3 separate regions of the Mus musculus genome follow, and all the other regions are linked to region 1. A link is a contact called in public HiChIP or PLAC-seq data. All regions are on one chromosome and are shown on one strand. Each heading gives the region's core, a stretch centred on a gene start, on an enhancer-like site or on the middle of the called end of the contact. The rest is flanking DNA. Distances are from core to core; before and after follow the strand shown.

Region 1 (4,673 bases), core at 866-3,365:
AGGAGGCTGCCATGAGGGGAGATGGACCATGAACATGTGGCAAAGAGTAACAGCCATATCTGGGGTCCACCACTGGGGAGGTAGCAAGGCCAACAGTTAGAAGAGTAGATTAGGAGCTGGGCGTTGGTGGCGCACGCCTTTAATCCCAGCACTCAGGAGGCAGAGGCAGGCAGATTTCTGAGTTCAAGCCCAGCCTGGTCTACATAGTGAGTTCCCGGACAGCCAGGGCTACACAGAGAAACCCTGTCTCAAAAGAAGAAGAAGAAGAAGAAGAAGAAGAAGAAGAAGAAGAAGAAGAAGAAGAAGAAGAAGAAGAAGAAGAAGAAGAAGAAGAAGAAGAAGAAGAAGAAGAAGAAGAAGAAGAAGAAGGAGAAGAAGAAGAGTAGTAGATTAGGGGTGACCCTCAGTAATTGTCAAAGCCAAATAAAATAACCTTAGTCTAAGTCTCATTTATTTGTAAGCTAGTCTGGTTAAACTTAAATTGGTTGCATCCAGAGGTCACTGGGCTTGGCGGCAGGCCCTTTACCCACTAAGCCACCCCTCATCATTCGCTTTTAAAATCACTGTGTTGTTTTTGTTTTCTCCAAAGCCATATTGATTCACTGTGTATTTCTTCATGGTTGCTATGTTACCTTGGCAAATTTCCCAAAGACCAGTGACTAGAGAGTTCTTTAATTCTCTGAGCCTTAGTTTCCTCTGAGCATGAGATTATTATACTGTGGCACACATAAGTTTGTTTTAAGACAAACATTTATCAGGACTTGGGAAAAGGCAGAAGGCCCTGGGTTTGATCTTTAGCTATGCACACATGCACATGCACACACACACACACACACACACACACACACACACACAAATATACACACACAAATATACACATACATAGACACACATATAGATATACACATACTAAGACACTCACATGCACATAGACACACAGAGAGAGACACACAGAGACACACACATGCAGACACACACATGCACCATACACACAAAATTGTGATACCAACACTAGAGTCCCCTGACCTATGGTGCTTTATGTTTGTATTTTATGACTTTTCAGAAGTCCCAGTGATGAAGATCAGTGTGACAGTCCACTCGCATCCAGGAGTTGATTGCAAAGGGACACAATAATTCCCATGGGTTAACCACAGCACTTAGCTTAGACCGTCTCAGTTGAGGCGTATTTTAATCTAGTTCTCAATTTACAGATGGGATTATGTGTAGAATGATCCTGGGACCCATGTTAACCTCCCCAAGCCTTAAATTAGCCACAAGACCGTGTCACAGCCCCACAGATGTTGAATTGGAAGTCCTCCCATGTGCACACACATATTTAGAACACTAGGCATCTCCGCTTGACTGATGAATCGGCAAAAGCCATGCCAAGCTTGTCTGGATGTCTGGAACTCTCTAAACAGCAACTATTCCTCTGCTCCTGAGTTTGCCAGGTTCTGGGTTCAGGACACATCTAAACTTCTTTCTCTGGACCAGTGTCTTGGGTCGTGGCTCTCTCCTATCCTAAGGATTCACTTGGTAGCCATGTGATATGTTGAGCAATGGCTGTAAATGTGGGGGAAGCTCTGGCACAACTAGAAACAGTTTGACAAACCCATTCCTGACTGACCTTTTCTTTCCCTCCAGTTTTGCTATCACTGGCCTGGAAATGAGGTATCTGCTAATCCTGACATCACGGGCTAACTAGCCAGTGAGATCCCGTTCCTAATGGATGTGGAGCCTCTGCTGCAATACCTCTGTCTCTGCCCTGCTAGCCCCACCCAGAAAGCCTCCTGTCTTCCTTTCCACTCTTGCTCTCTTCCTCTTTTGTCACATACTCTTCAGAGTGTCCGCAGATGTCAAGTGGAGAGAAAGACATGTGGCATGAATGCTCTTGTGCTGGCACAGGGATACTTCCTGAAGAAGATAGGGCCCCTCGCCGGGTCGCTGAGCAGGCTGCCCATCTGGATTTGTCACAGCTCGGGGCCTATTCTTGATTTAGATAGCTTGACAACTCTCATACTGGCACGATGCCACCCAGGGTGCCAGTCAACGGGCCATCTAGCCATATCAAGTGCGGCTGTTCAGGGCAGGAATCCTAGCCAGGAATTTCTAAACTGCCATTCGTGAGAGGTTCAGTGCATTTTGGCTGGGGAAAAGCTTCCAAAAATAAACACTAGATACTGTGGCCATTTGTTTGGACTTTTGTAGAAGTGTTATTAGTCATTGGGGGTAAGAAAAGGACGGTGGACACGTCAGCAGGAAATGAAGTCTAATTAATCATTCTGACAGGCAGCAGGGGACTTGAGCCCACTCTTCCCAGAACAACTGTGGGGAATTTAGGAAATGGCTAGAACAGCATTTGGTCTTACCAAAGTCTATTTATTTCTTCAGAAATTGAAAAATCACGGATGAAAGTGAGATAAGTCCATGGGAAATAAACAACATAGGGACCCGAGAAGTGAGGACATGCCTTCTTAGAATTTAGTTCTAAGACGGTCAAGCCGAAGGCCCTTATTTCAATGTTTGGAATGTACTTCCTTTGGATGATATTTACACGTGTGTGTATCAGTGTGTGTGTATCAGTGTGTGTGTGTGTGTGTGTGTGTGTGTGTGTGTGTGTGTGTGTGTGTGTTTGGAATGTGAATTGAGACAGAGACACACAGAGAGAAATAGAAAGACAGACACAGAGACAGAGACAGAGACAGAGGGACAGAGATTGGAAGCTAGACGCTAGGCAAATGCTACATTCTTGCATACTAGGCAAATGCTCTAAGCTGAGCTGTCTACTGCTCTCTCTTTCCACTTTTTATTTTGAGATGAGGTGTCACTAAATTGCCCAGGCTGATCTTAAATTTGTGATTCTCCTGCCTCAGCCCACTGAGAGTAGCTGGGGATGTATAGGCTGATGCTACCAAACCCAGCATGTTCCTAGCCTCTAATTGAGAATTCAGTTCATTGCACTTTCAAGCCTAAGGTTTAAGCAGCTTTGTGAGTTGCTAAAGCCTCATGCTGAGGGCTGCTAGCATGTACCTTTTGCTGAAAAACATCAGTTATTATCCAAACAAATTAGAGGTAACCCCTGCCTTCCCACTGAAAACATCGTTTTTCCTCTCTTCCTGTTTGTGTATATATTATAGAAGGGCAATAACCGTATGATTTTACAAGAATACTATGCAGAATAAGTAAGAAAGTTGTCCAAGAGGCCAAGCCTAATGTCCCAGGGCTATAATTCCAGCTATTGTGGAGGCAGAGGTAGGAGGAATCACAGGGGCAGGGCCTGCCAGAACTACAAAGTACGTTCAAGGCAAAACTGTACAAAATGCAGCAGGCAACTAGTAAGACATCATCTCAAAAAAAAAAAAAAAAAAAAACAAACCTCTTTTTTTTTTTAAAGGACTGAGAGGATAGTTCAGTGGTTGGTGCTTGCTTTCTAAGTGTCACAGGCCTGACTTTCTTCCAGGCTGGGAGGCAGTCAGGAGGGAAGGGAAGAGAAGAGGAGGGGAAAAAAGAAATGGAATTTAGGCAAACATCTTAGTATTAGTCGGTGCTCAATATATATTAGTATCAAGTAGATCCACTAGATTCCCGATTCACACAGATGAAGAGTTTCTTTGTTTGCCCAGCCTAAATATATCTTAGTCTTTCCATGTCCGTTTTTTAACCCTTGTCTCCATGTGGTATGTTGAATTTAATTTTTATTAGCTTGTATTGGGAAATTGTTCCACTTTGGGGCTTTTGAGATACTGACCATGCTAAAAATATAGAGGCAAACAAATATGTGTGTGTATGCGTGTGAATATAAATATGTATATGTAATGTACATGTATATGATGTGTATGTTGCATATGTTGTATGTATATATGTGTGTATATATGTATAAGATGTATATCATGTATATGATTGATATATATGATGTAGATGATGTAGATGTTTATGATATATATGATGTATATGATGTATATGATGTATATGTAGATGTAGATGTAGATGTAGATGTAGATGTAGATGTAGATGTAGATGTAGATATAGAAAGGTATTTGTGTACATCTTCTCCCAGCTCTTGTCACCAAAACCCCTTTCAGTGGTTTGACAACCGCCCAGGAACTTGAAAGTGGATATCCCTCTAGTGGCCTCTGAAGGTCATTATCCTCAGAAGTTCATGAATGCTGTGCTTCTGATCTTCATCACAAAGGACCAGTTATTAAACGCGTATCAGCATACCACTGTCCCAGGATAATTTAAATATCCAAAGTAACGTATGCAAGCATTTACCATTGACTTCAATGGATAAACGGCCAGCTGAGATGTACTCACTGTTTTATCCAGTCATCTCTGTTTCATTTGTTTATAGTGTCTGAGTCCTTATGCAGTAGATGGCTGGCTGGGAGACCAATTTATAATTGTCGCTGTTGATACAGAGTCTTTCTATGTAGCTCAGATGGGTCAGATTGAAGATTTTCCTACCTTGATTTCTCGAGTGCTGGGATCACAGGCATGCACTACCGTGCCAGCTCTCCAAATTCTTCTTCTTCTTCTTCTTCTTCTTCTTCTTCTTCTTCTTCTTCTTCTTCTTCTTCTTCTTCTTCTTCTTCTTCTTCTTCTCCTTCTCCTTCTCCTTCTCCTTCTCCTTCTCCTTCTCCTTCTCCTTCTCCTTCTCCTTCTCCTTCTCCTTC
Region 2 (4,673 bases), core at 1,458-3,957, 570 kb before region 1:
TCCAGCATCACATCTGCCTACACCTACACGCCACCATGCTTCCCACAATGATGATGATGAACTAAACCGCTCTGAACTGTCAGCCAGCTCCAATTATGACATGTTCCTTTCAGTGATAACTTATCATTCAGGTTGACTACTAGATGACAGAGGGCAACATGTGGGTGTACTTGGCATGGCTTAAGCCGTATGCCAGTTTGTGATTGCTCTCCTAGTGTGCGATGGGGCCCCTTTGTATGATACCGTCTCTAGAGTTTATATTCTTGTAGAAGAAGAGGAGCTTCGAGAACTGTATGTAAGAGCAGATCAAGTAACTATCAGCTATTTAGATATAAATGTTGGCATGTTAATTAACACTGAATAGAAATAAATTAGTATTAAGTAACACTTTAAAAATTAACTTCTTGGTTACAGTAGCTAGGTTTCAATGTGCTAGGTTCTACCTTATTGGTATAGAAATATAATATTTATATTACTGCAGAAAATCCTTGTTCCAGGATTTCCATAGTACCTATATAGCTCTCTGTTTGGAGGTGACAATCAACTGTATAATAAGTAAATTATTTAGCAATCAGTATCAAGCACACTAATATGATCACTATTATTAATGAGGCAAGAGGCTGTGGCAGAGATTGTGTAAAATCTGAAAAACATCGTTTGAAAAGAGCAAGTTGTCATGGATGAAGGCTGGCTCCCACCTCCATCCCTAGAACAACTGAACCTGGCCACTGGTCCAGGCCCAGAGGAATCCCCAAAATGTAGGTAATACTAAAGACCACATTGTGGAGTCTCAAGAGTATAGTGAGGTGCAAATGTCTGCCAATGCATGAAACCATGTGACAGATAGAGCATGCGCAGAAAAAGCCTACCTACGTAAATGTCCCAGAGAACCTGCGGGCAGGCGCATAGCATAAAAGCCGAGCACATTGGACGCCAAGCTTCCCTCTCCTTTAGCGGCCCACTCTCACTGGGAACTACATCTTGTCTTAAGCAGTGGTCTCGGATGGTTATCTCTGCTCAATTCTTCCTTCCAAACTCAAGAAGCCCTCTGCAGGTGACATCCACTGATGTCGCTAAGAACAATGCTGAGTGTGTGTGTGTGTGTGAGCGTGCACAGATGGAGAAGACTGTGACGTGTTTGAGGTAAACATGAGCCCCCCCACCCCCATTTTATTCTCATTTTGTTGCACACCCTGCCCCCACAGGGCGACTGAACACGCAGAGACCACTTTAAAAAAAAACTTGCTGCGGTTTGAAAATCAAACGCACCTACAAACCAAAGCTGTCCACACACCAGCTAGCTGATAGACATTCTTTCTCAATCCTGCTGAACAGCTCGCTCGCAGTCTGACCCTGTCTCTAATTGAAAGACTGGCCTTTGAAGGGAGAGAAGCTTGAAGTTCTCTGCAGAGCCAGGGTTTCTGTCCCCATGGATTAAGAGTGGCTGCCCTCCTGCTCTGTCACTGTACAGTCAATTGGTCGCTCTCCCTTCCTATTTCTTTTAAGTCACAGCAGCCACAAGATAGCAAATTCTGAGAGGATAAGCAAGAAGGCTTCACTCAATAGAGTGCCCCCACTAAAACTAAACTTCCAGATAACAATTCTTATTCTGTCTTGTCCTGGCTGGTGAAAATGGACCTATGGAATTTCTGGGATTCTGTTTGCTATGAGCTTTAAGGGGTGACAGCAGACTGACTAATACACCCCCAGGAGGAACACCCGGAGTTTTCCTCCGCTTGGGCAGAGTGTTTGTACAGCTTCAAACGCTCCGAACATTGGAACTTGACATTTTGAAACAGGATCAGTCAGGTCTGCTTGTGCCAGTATTTGAACTGGTAAAGAATAGAGCATCTCTGGACTCAGCAGTCCCTGCTCCAATCCCAGGACTAATTGACAAAGCTGTGTGGAAACAAGGCAGCCAGGAGGATTTAGCTAATCTCTTCTGCCCTTTGTGCTAGTTCCGAGCAGACAAGAGCCTGCTGGGTTGCAGCCTCGAGGATAAGATCTGTGCATCCGGGGGCTTGGGGGCAGGGGTGGGGGTGGGGGATAAGAACATTACTCAGAGGTAGAGTGCTTGCATGAGACCCAGGGTTCAATCTTCAGCCCCATAGAAAGAAAAGCAGAGAAAAAAATCAGTGCACACAAGCATAAGGAAGGGAAACACATTCTAGTATTCTGGACTTCAGCATATTCCTGCAGCCCAGTGGTAAACAGTGTATGATTTTTAATGCAGGTATAAAGATGCAAAGAACTGCACGTTTTCATTGCTAGACCAGTATATCCTCAATGCGTAACATTTTATCTAGCTTTGTATTTCTCGATCTCATTCGTGACTTGTATTTTGGGTTTCCTAACACACTGTTCCCAGTGACAGGAGATGTTAGCCGTGGGCACTCCATGTGCAGCCCCTCTAGTGGGGTTAAACAGTTCCTGGAAGTAAAGCAATTGTGAGTTGTAGATTCTCACCCCATCTATCAATCCTCAGTCAAGGCTGGCCCTGCGATCATCTGACTTCCTTTAATCCACCAGTCAGGTCATTTCCATAGCTACCCCTAGCCATAGCCTACTGTAGGCCAGAATATAAAGAAGTATTCAGCTCCTACTCTCCTGCTCCCTTCCCCCTATGACTGGCAAGAGTCTGGTGTGCTAGAATTCTTTCTGAAGTGACTGGATTTTTTAATCAGTAGCCAGCACTCCCCTTTGACCCTGTTCATTACAAAACTTCCTGGATGCTTTCCATGCCTTAGAGAGGAAGCAAGGCTGACCACACAGCCACAGAGAGATGCATTTCTCCTGTCTTTGGAGAAGACGCTGCCATTTCTACTGTGTACGTCAGACGTTTGCTTCGACTGAGGCTAATTCTCATTCTCTTTTGTCCTCGATGGTACAAATGGACCTATATCTCCTGGAATTTCTGAGATTCTGTTTGCTATAAGCTTTAAGGAGTGACAGCAGAAGACTAATATATCCCCAGGAGGAACACCCAGAGTCTTCCTGTAAGAGAACTCTGAGCTCGGGTCTTACACTAGAACTGCCTGCCCCCTTCACAGGTCTTTCCGAAACGTCTTAGGGTTACTATTGTTGTATGAATCACTGTGATCAAAAGCAACTTGGGGAGAAAAAGTTTATCCTCAAAGAAGTCAGGACAGAAACTCAACAGGGTTAGAAACCCAGAGGCAGGAGCTGATGCAGAAGCCATGGAGGGGTGCTGTTTACTGGCTTGCTCCCCATGGCTTACTCAGACTGCTTTCTTATAGAACCCAGAACCACCAGCCCAGGGGTGGTACCACCCACAAAGGGCTGGGCCCTCCCCCATCAACAACAAATGAAGAAGGTGCCCTACAGACTTGCTCACAGCCTGGGTCTTATGGAGGCATTTTCTCAATTGATGCTCCTTCCTCTTTGATGACTGTAGCTTATGTCGAGTTGATATTAAACCAGTCAGGACACCAAATAGAGCCTGTGCTCTTATGATGCTCATTCTCTTGTCTCTCTTTCCTTCTCTCATCTCATTGACCTTACAGGAAGAGCAGGCAGTGTGCTTTGAGAGACAACTAGTAAAAATGCAGTTAGTGCTTTGCAGGGGTTAAAGATCCTTTCTTCAAATACGATCCCATTCTGAGCTGTGGGCGATGACGATTTAAAAACACATGAGTTTCGAGGGGACAAAACTTAGCTCTTAACAACTCGACCGCACCTTCTTTGTCCATACAACTAGTATCACCCGAGCTTGTAAGTCTTTTGGTGGAAGAGTTAAGAAGAGTGAAGTTAGAGACCCTGCACAGATGGGTCTTGAGGATGGAGCCCCTGTGGTGACATTAGTGGCAGTATAAAAAGACGAACAGATGCTAGAGCTAGCAAGCTTGGTGTTTTATCCTGTGATGTTGTTGTGTGACTTTTCCTAGGGAGTCATGAACAAATGTCCTTTCACCCCCAAATGGGTCATTGACAACACACCAAAGAAACAATCCCACACATCTAGCTTAGTGAACTGCACTGGCTGCTTTTGTGCCAACTTGACACAAGCTAGAGTCACCAGAGAGGAAAGAGCCTCAGTTGAGGCAATGCCTCCATGAGATCCAGCTGTAAGGCATTTTCTCATTTAGTGATCAGTGGGGAAGGGCCCAGAACGTTGTGGGTTGTACCACACCTGGGCTGGTGGTCCTGGGTTCCATAAGAAAGCTGGCTGAGCAAGTCCCGATGACCAAGATGATCAAGCCATGGGGAGCAAGCAGCACCCCTCCATGGCCTCTGCATCAGCTCCTGCCTCTAGCAGGTTCCATCCATGTTTGACCTTCTGTCCCGACGTCCTCCAATGATGGATCATGACCTGGAAGTATAAGCCAAATAAACCCTTTCCTCCCCATCTTGGCTTTTGGTCATAGTGATTTACCACAGGGTCTTTATAAAGACCCTGACTAAGACATGAACCAATGGGCTTATTGCAGTTACAGGAATATGGCTAAGCAGAGCTACTTACAGAAGCACGAGAGACTCTGGCAGTAGCATCGTTGAAAACACTCCCAGACCCCCGGACCTCAGCATGGCTTAGGACTCAACAAAAGCTGTCACTGGTGTTCCCTTGCATCTTGCAGGGAGCTCTACCGACGAGCTTTCCTCTTTCCAGCAATTATTGACTGCTTATATAATCCCAGAATCCCAGGGAGAGAGCT
Region 3 (4,673 bases), core at 1,572-4,071, 550 kb before region 1:
ATTGTTACAAAAGTCACCTACCCACTCTTTAACGTGGCCCTGGGAGACAGCGATCACTCAACCCTGATGCAGACTTTTCCCATGTTCCTGTTGATTTGAGATATAATCTCACCTTGGAGCTTAGGGCAGACCTCAGACTCTCAATCTCCTCCCTTCAGCCTTATGACTGCTAGGATTGGCGCTACCAGGTCCGGATTTATTTTTGCATCTATCTTGATTTACATTTAAGGAATCTGCAACGTGCACATACACAGTTTTGTGGGGGTGGTGCCCAGGGCCTTGTTCGCACTCACTCTACCATGGGAACTATACTCCGATACCTTAAAGAATATGTTAGCCGGGCGTGGTGGCGCACGCCTTTAATCCCAGCACTCGGGAGGCAGAGGCAGGCGGATTTCTGAGTTCAAGGCCAGCCTGGTCTACAGAGTGAGTTCCAGGACAGCCAGGGCTATACAGAGAAACCCTGTCTCGAAAAACCAAAAAAAAAAAAAAAAAAAAAAAAAAGAATATGTTAAAGCCACAGATAACTCTGAAAAAATCGTAAACTCAAAATTTTCACCTTTTCCCCACCTTTCAACTTGGTACCACTCAAAATGTCACGGTTTGCATATAAAAACTGTCGGAGATTCAAGATGTTGGGGGCCTAAAAGTACTATAATAGACAAACAGAAAAGAACTCCTGACATTAAAAAGAAGAGACTCTCAGAACGAGGAAGTTTGGTTCCTGCATCCTCCCTGGGAGGGCAAATGAGAGGAGAGTTCAGTGTGGTAGGATCCAGTGAGACCCTCTGAGTCTGCGCAGACCTCATGTTTTTGTCTGAGACTCCGGAGCAGGCGTCATAGCTGCACCCCAGCTCATCTTGTTATTTGTTTTAGACCCCTTAAGATTTTAGGCTAACACTGTGCAGGTGGAAGCCTGAGGAGAAAGCGAACAGGCTCAGCATCCCGCTAGGATTCCTGCACTACCCCCACCCCCACCCTCACCCCCCTGTGCTCTCAGACTTCACAATCGCTGATGGGGAAGACCCTGCGGTAGCAGTCACGTTGGCACTCTTGTGGAGACTCGCCTGAGTGGAAGTGACAGTTTCCCCTCAGGGATTATCTTTGATTGGCAGAAAATCTAAACTGGACAAAGGGAGTCAGGAGCGTGAGAACTCTGATTCCTCCGGGAACGGGGGTTGGCATTGCTGTGAGGATGTGTCAGGGACGCCCCAGGCTACTAGAGGAGGCAGCAGAGTCGAAGCTCTGTGCCCAGGTCTTTCTGCTTGAAAAAGGTGGATCGCGCTTTCCAGTGTGGACGCTATCTCCCGAATCTGGGACAAACATTAAGGTCCTAGGATCTCTAGTAAGCATCGCATATTTTCAAAGGGTCCATATCCACAGTGCGCCCAGTTTCTTGAACCCGACAATGTACCTCCAATTTCTAGGCTTGCCTTAACCTAAGGTCAAAAGGGAGCCATGGGGCTGGAGAGGTGGCCCAGCTGCCACCCGGCCCTGAGTCACATGCCCTAACACAGCCACAGAAACCCAGCACAGCTGTCACATGGCCATCTGCCTTTTAGGACTTGCCTCTCTTATTGACCAGTCATCCATTGTTCTGAGGTGAGCAAACTGACCAGCTTTGCCCTTTTCAGAGGCCCTCTGATGACGGAATGTATTGCCTCTTGGCTTTGTACATAGGTAGGCACAGGACAGAGGCGAACATGTAAATAAGGAGAAAAAAAAATCGGGGACAGGGGATGAAGAAGGTGGAACTTAGAAGAATTACAAGCATGAATTATGCTTGCCCTAGCCTCTCCATGCAGTGAAGAGGCACCTGGTGGAAAGGGATAGTGGGGCACTGCGAGAGGGATGCTGGAAGTGTGTGAAAGACTGGCTGAGACGTCACTTCCGGTTTGTTATATGCCAACATGTTGATGACTAACTAAACTTTGCTCAGAGAAGTTGAAGCATGAAGCAAGCTACTCGGCCTGTCAATAAAGAAATCAACATGTTCTTTATCTTCAAAGTTCTGACATCACATGGCATTATCTTCAGAAAGACAGTCAACTAGAATAGAACGAACTGTCAGATCACAAATAGTGGGTTCAGGGAAGATTAGGTGGACCAAGTAGGCGGATAGGTGTCTGATAGGAAGCAAGGCTAGAGAACAAAAAATATCCAAGAGAAAAGACTGCTTTAAGGGGTGTGTGTGAAAATGCACAATGACACAAGAAGGAAGGAAATCTGTTTTTCACCCTAATCCTACTTGTAAATTTAACTAGTATAGTAGGCAAACAAGACAAAGTCCCCAAAGAGCCTTAAGGTGGTGACCATTGGTGGTAGTATAGACGCTTGTGTGGTCTATGTGTATAAATGTGGGACATTTGTGAGGTATGTGTGTATGATGTGCGTGCATGGTGTGTGTATGTATATAGTGTATCTGTGTGGTGTGTGATTTGTTTGTGTGTGTATATGCTTAAAAAAATTAATTCTCGCACCCAGGCATGAACGTGGGAAATAAACTGGAATTTCTCAAAGATGGGGCATGGCGGTTTTGAGGTACCTCAAGTGATTTCAAGCACATCATGGAGGGATGAGGGAGGCTGAGAGTTTCCTGGTCCCTAGTCAGAAACTCGGGTTAGCCGCCCCCTCTCTTAGATTCATTCCTTCCCCTGCCTGAGATGAACACAGCAGATTGTACTGTTGGTGTCTGGGCTTTGTGCATTTTTGACCGATAGTGCCTCATAGGTGCTTGGGGGACAGGGTTGTGTTTCAGAGAAGGGTAGCCACCACTTTCAAGACCACATGTTCCCACAGCACACGCGGAGATGACGCAACTCACTTAATTGCATTACAAGGCTCTGAGTCACCTGGCACCCTGCCAGCTGACAAATTCCAGGCTGGGCTGTTTCAGATCCTCTCTCAGTAGACATTTTTATCCTGGGAGCTGGGACTGGGGATGCAGCACACAGAATTAGCTCAGGGCTTCTCTTAGGGAAGGTGCTGCTCCATGCTCCGTGCTTACATAACCGTACAGCTGTGCCAGCCGGCCCACAGAACGCGATCCCAACATTATTTTTCTTTCTTTCCATCACGTTAGACTCTATTCAGTGGAGACGAACTTCCCTTGTCTTTTTTTTTTTTTTTAAGCTCTTGATGTCAATTGCTTTTTGCTGTGAGGCAGCCTTATTTTTAGAAATGTAACATATTCAGTCTCACATAATAATGAAAACTCCAAACTTAAAGACTGGGTCCTTGTTCCTGCATTCTCTTGATCTGGAATGGATAGTTATTCTAGAGAAGACAACAGTTTCTTCTGCCCTTATGGGTTCTATGGTTGGCCTAAGAATTAAATGTGCAGAAGACAGATTAACAGGAGAAAAGCAATTTTAATAAAGTTCACGGTACTGGAGTTGTTAGGGTCAGAACCTAGGCGCTAACAGGTTACCATGGACGCCCATTCTCACCCACTCTCACTAAGCCAATTAAACAGATAAATAATGGTAGGAAAAGAGAAAAAAGATAGTCATTCAATGTGGTCACATTGAAATGAGAAATTATGAAGTCATGTGACCCCACACCCAGTCCATCCTGATGTGAGATTTAGGTTTAAACAGGGGACAAGAGGGGACAAGTTGTCTGAACTCTGAAATTTCTTCCTGGGAGTCAACTCCTCTCTTCTGGCTGACCTCAAGAGCTCCAGACTTTTCTTTGACCCAGCTTGAGACTTCTGGGAAAGTAGCGACTTCTTTGGGTTATCATCTTGATAGTCTGATAGCTGAAGGGAAGGGCATAAGGATATTCTTAAAATATTTCACTCCCACCAAGAGTATACACATGTACACAAGTCCCACAGATGTGTGGGATACAAGGGTGGAGCCAGAGCGGTAAGACATATGCATCATCCCTAGGTAGAGAAAGGACCAGAGGTTTGGGCTTCTAAGGAACTTGGCAGAGATGAATTGTGAGAAGGAGAGAGATAAAAAGTGTCATAAATAAAGTTTGCTTTTATGTATACGGTTGTACGCGTTCAAGTCTTTCGGCTGTCAAAAGTTTCCCAGGAATAGCTCGCTATATTCCTGGGCTAGATACCTTTTGTAATGAAAGTTTCATTATGAATGTAAAAGTCCTTTAAATGTGAGATGTTATATTTATCATAAGAAGGAGAGACAAATGCCTTCCTCCCCCCCCCCCCCCCCCCGGGTTGGTTTTCTAGCTTCTTTTTAAAAACTGAAGACACAGAGCTGGAAGGCATATCTCCTATGTAAGTAACCGTCTAGGTTGAATGGCAATGAAAATCTAGTTTTCTGTGTCCTGTAGCCAGCCGGTCTTAAAATGTGTTTTTAATTGAAACTGAACTATATCACTTCCCCTCCCTTGCCCCATCTAGTCCTTTACCAGCCAGCCCGCATAAGCCCCTCCCATGCACCCCCCACTCTCAAGTTGATCCTTCTTTTTTCTTATTGTTGATGTGTATGTGTGTGTGTGTGTGTGTGTGTGTGTGTGTGTGTGTATAAATACAGCCACTAAGTCCATTTTTGTCGTTTGTATGTATATGGATCCAGGCATGGCCACCCTTCATTGGACAACATATAAAGGTACTTGTCCCAGGAAAGAGGCTAATTCTCTGTCTCCTAGTAGTCATTAATTGCCTGCAGTTCTTTGTCAAAAGGATTGGAAGCCCATGAAAA

Evidence for each region. HiChIP or PLAC-seq counts read pairs in DNA pulled down with a chosen protein or histone mark.
Region 2: an HNF4G HiChIP or PLAC-seq map of pancreatic cancer cells shows a contact between it and region 1. The contact joins two enhancer-like sites. A contact is called at or near these places in 3 of 484 Hi-C or Micro-C datasets (the HPC-7 cell line, bone marrow-derived macrophages and palatal mesenchyme) and 1 of 115 datasets of contacts at active chromatin or transcription factors (pancreatic cancer cells).
Region 3: an HNF4G HiChIP or PLAC-seq map of pancreatic cancer cells shows a contact between it and region 1. The contact joins two enhancer-like sites. A contact is called at or near these places in 2 of 115 datasets of contacts at active chromatin or transcription factors (embryonic stem cells and pancreatic cancer cells).

The regions. Positions count from the first base shown.
Region 1 is chr10:111,934,831-111,939,503 of GRCm38.p6, forward strand. No RefSeq gene overlaps it. Among named protein-coding and RNA genes, the nearest start is that of Krr1, 36 kb to the right of the region's middle. Within about 2 kb of position 2,116, at least 66 of the 459 cell types and tissues checked have an H3K27ac peak or open chromatin away from gene starts, as enhancers often do. A contact at or near this core is called in pancreatic cancer cells, where this site is marked.
Region 2 is chr10:111,362,559-111,367,231 of GRCm38.p6, forward strand. It overlaps Gm30145 (a long non-coding RNA gene), which reads right to left. Exons shown (of 5, transcript XR_872033.1): 5 at 4,146-4,330. Among named protein-coding and RNA genes, the nearest start is that of Gm30145, 13 kb to the right of the region's middle. Within about 2 kb of position 2,708, at least 82 of the 459 cell types and tissues checked have an H3K27ac peak or open chromatin away from gene starts, as enhancers often do. A contact at or near this core is called in pancreatic cancer cells, where this site is marked.
Region 3 is chr10:111,387,235-111,391,907 of GRCm38.p6, forward strand. No RefSeq gene overlaps it. Among named protein-coding and RNA genes, the nearest start is that of Gm30145, 11 kb to the left of the region's middle. Within about 2 kb of position 2,822, at least 180 of the 459 cell types and tissues checked have an H3K27ac peak or open chromatin away from gene starts, as enhancers often do. A contact at or near this core is called in pancreatic cancer cells, where this site is marked.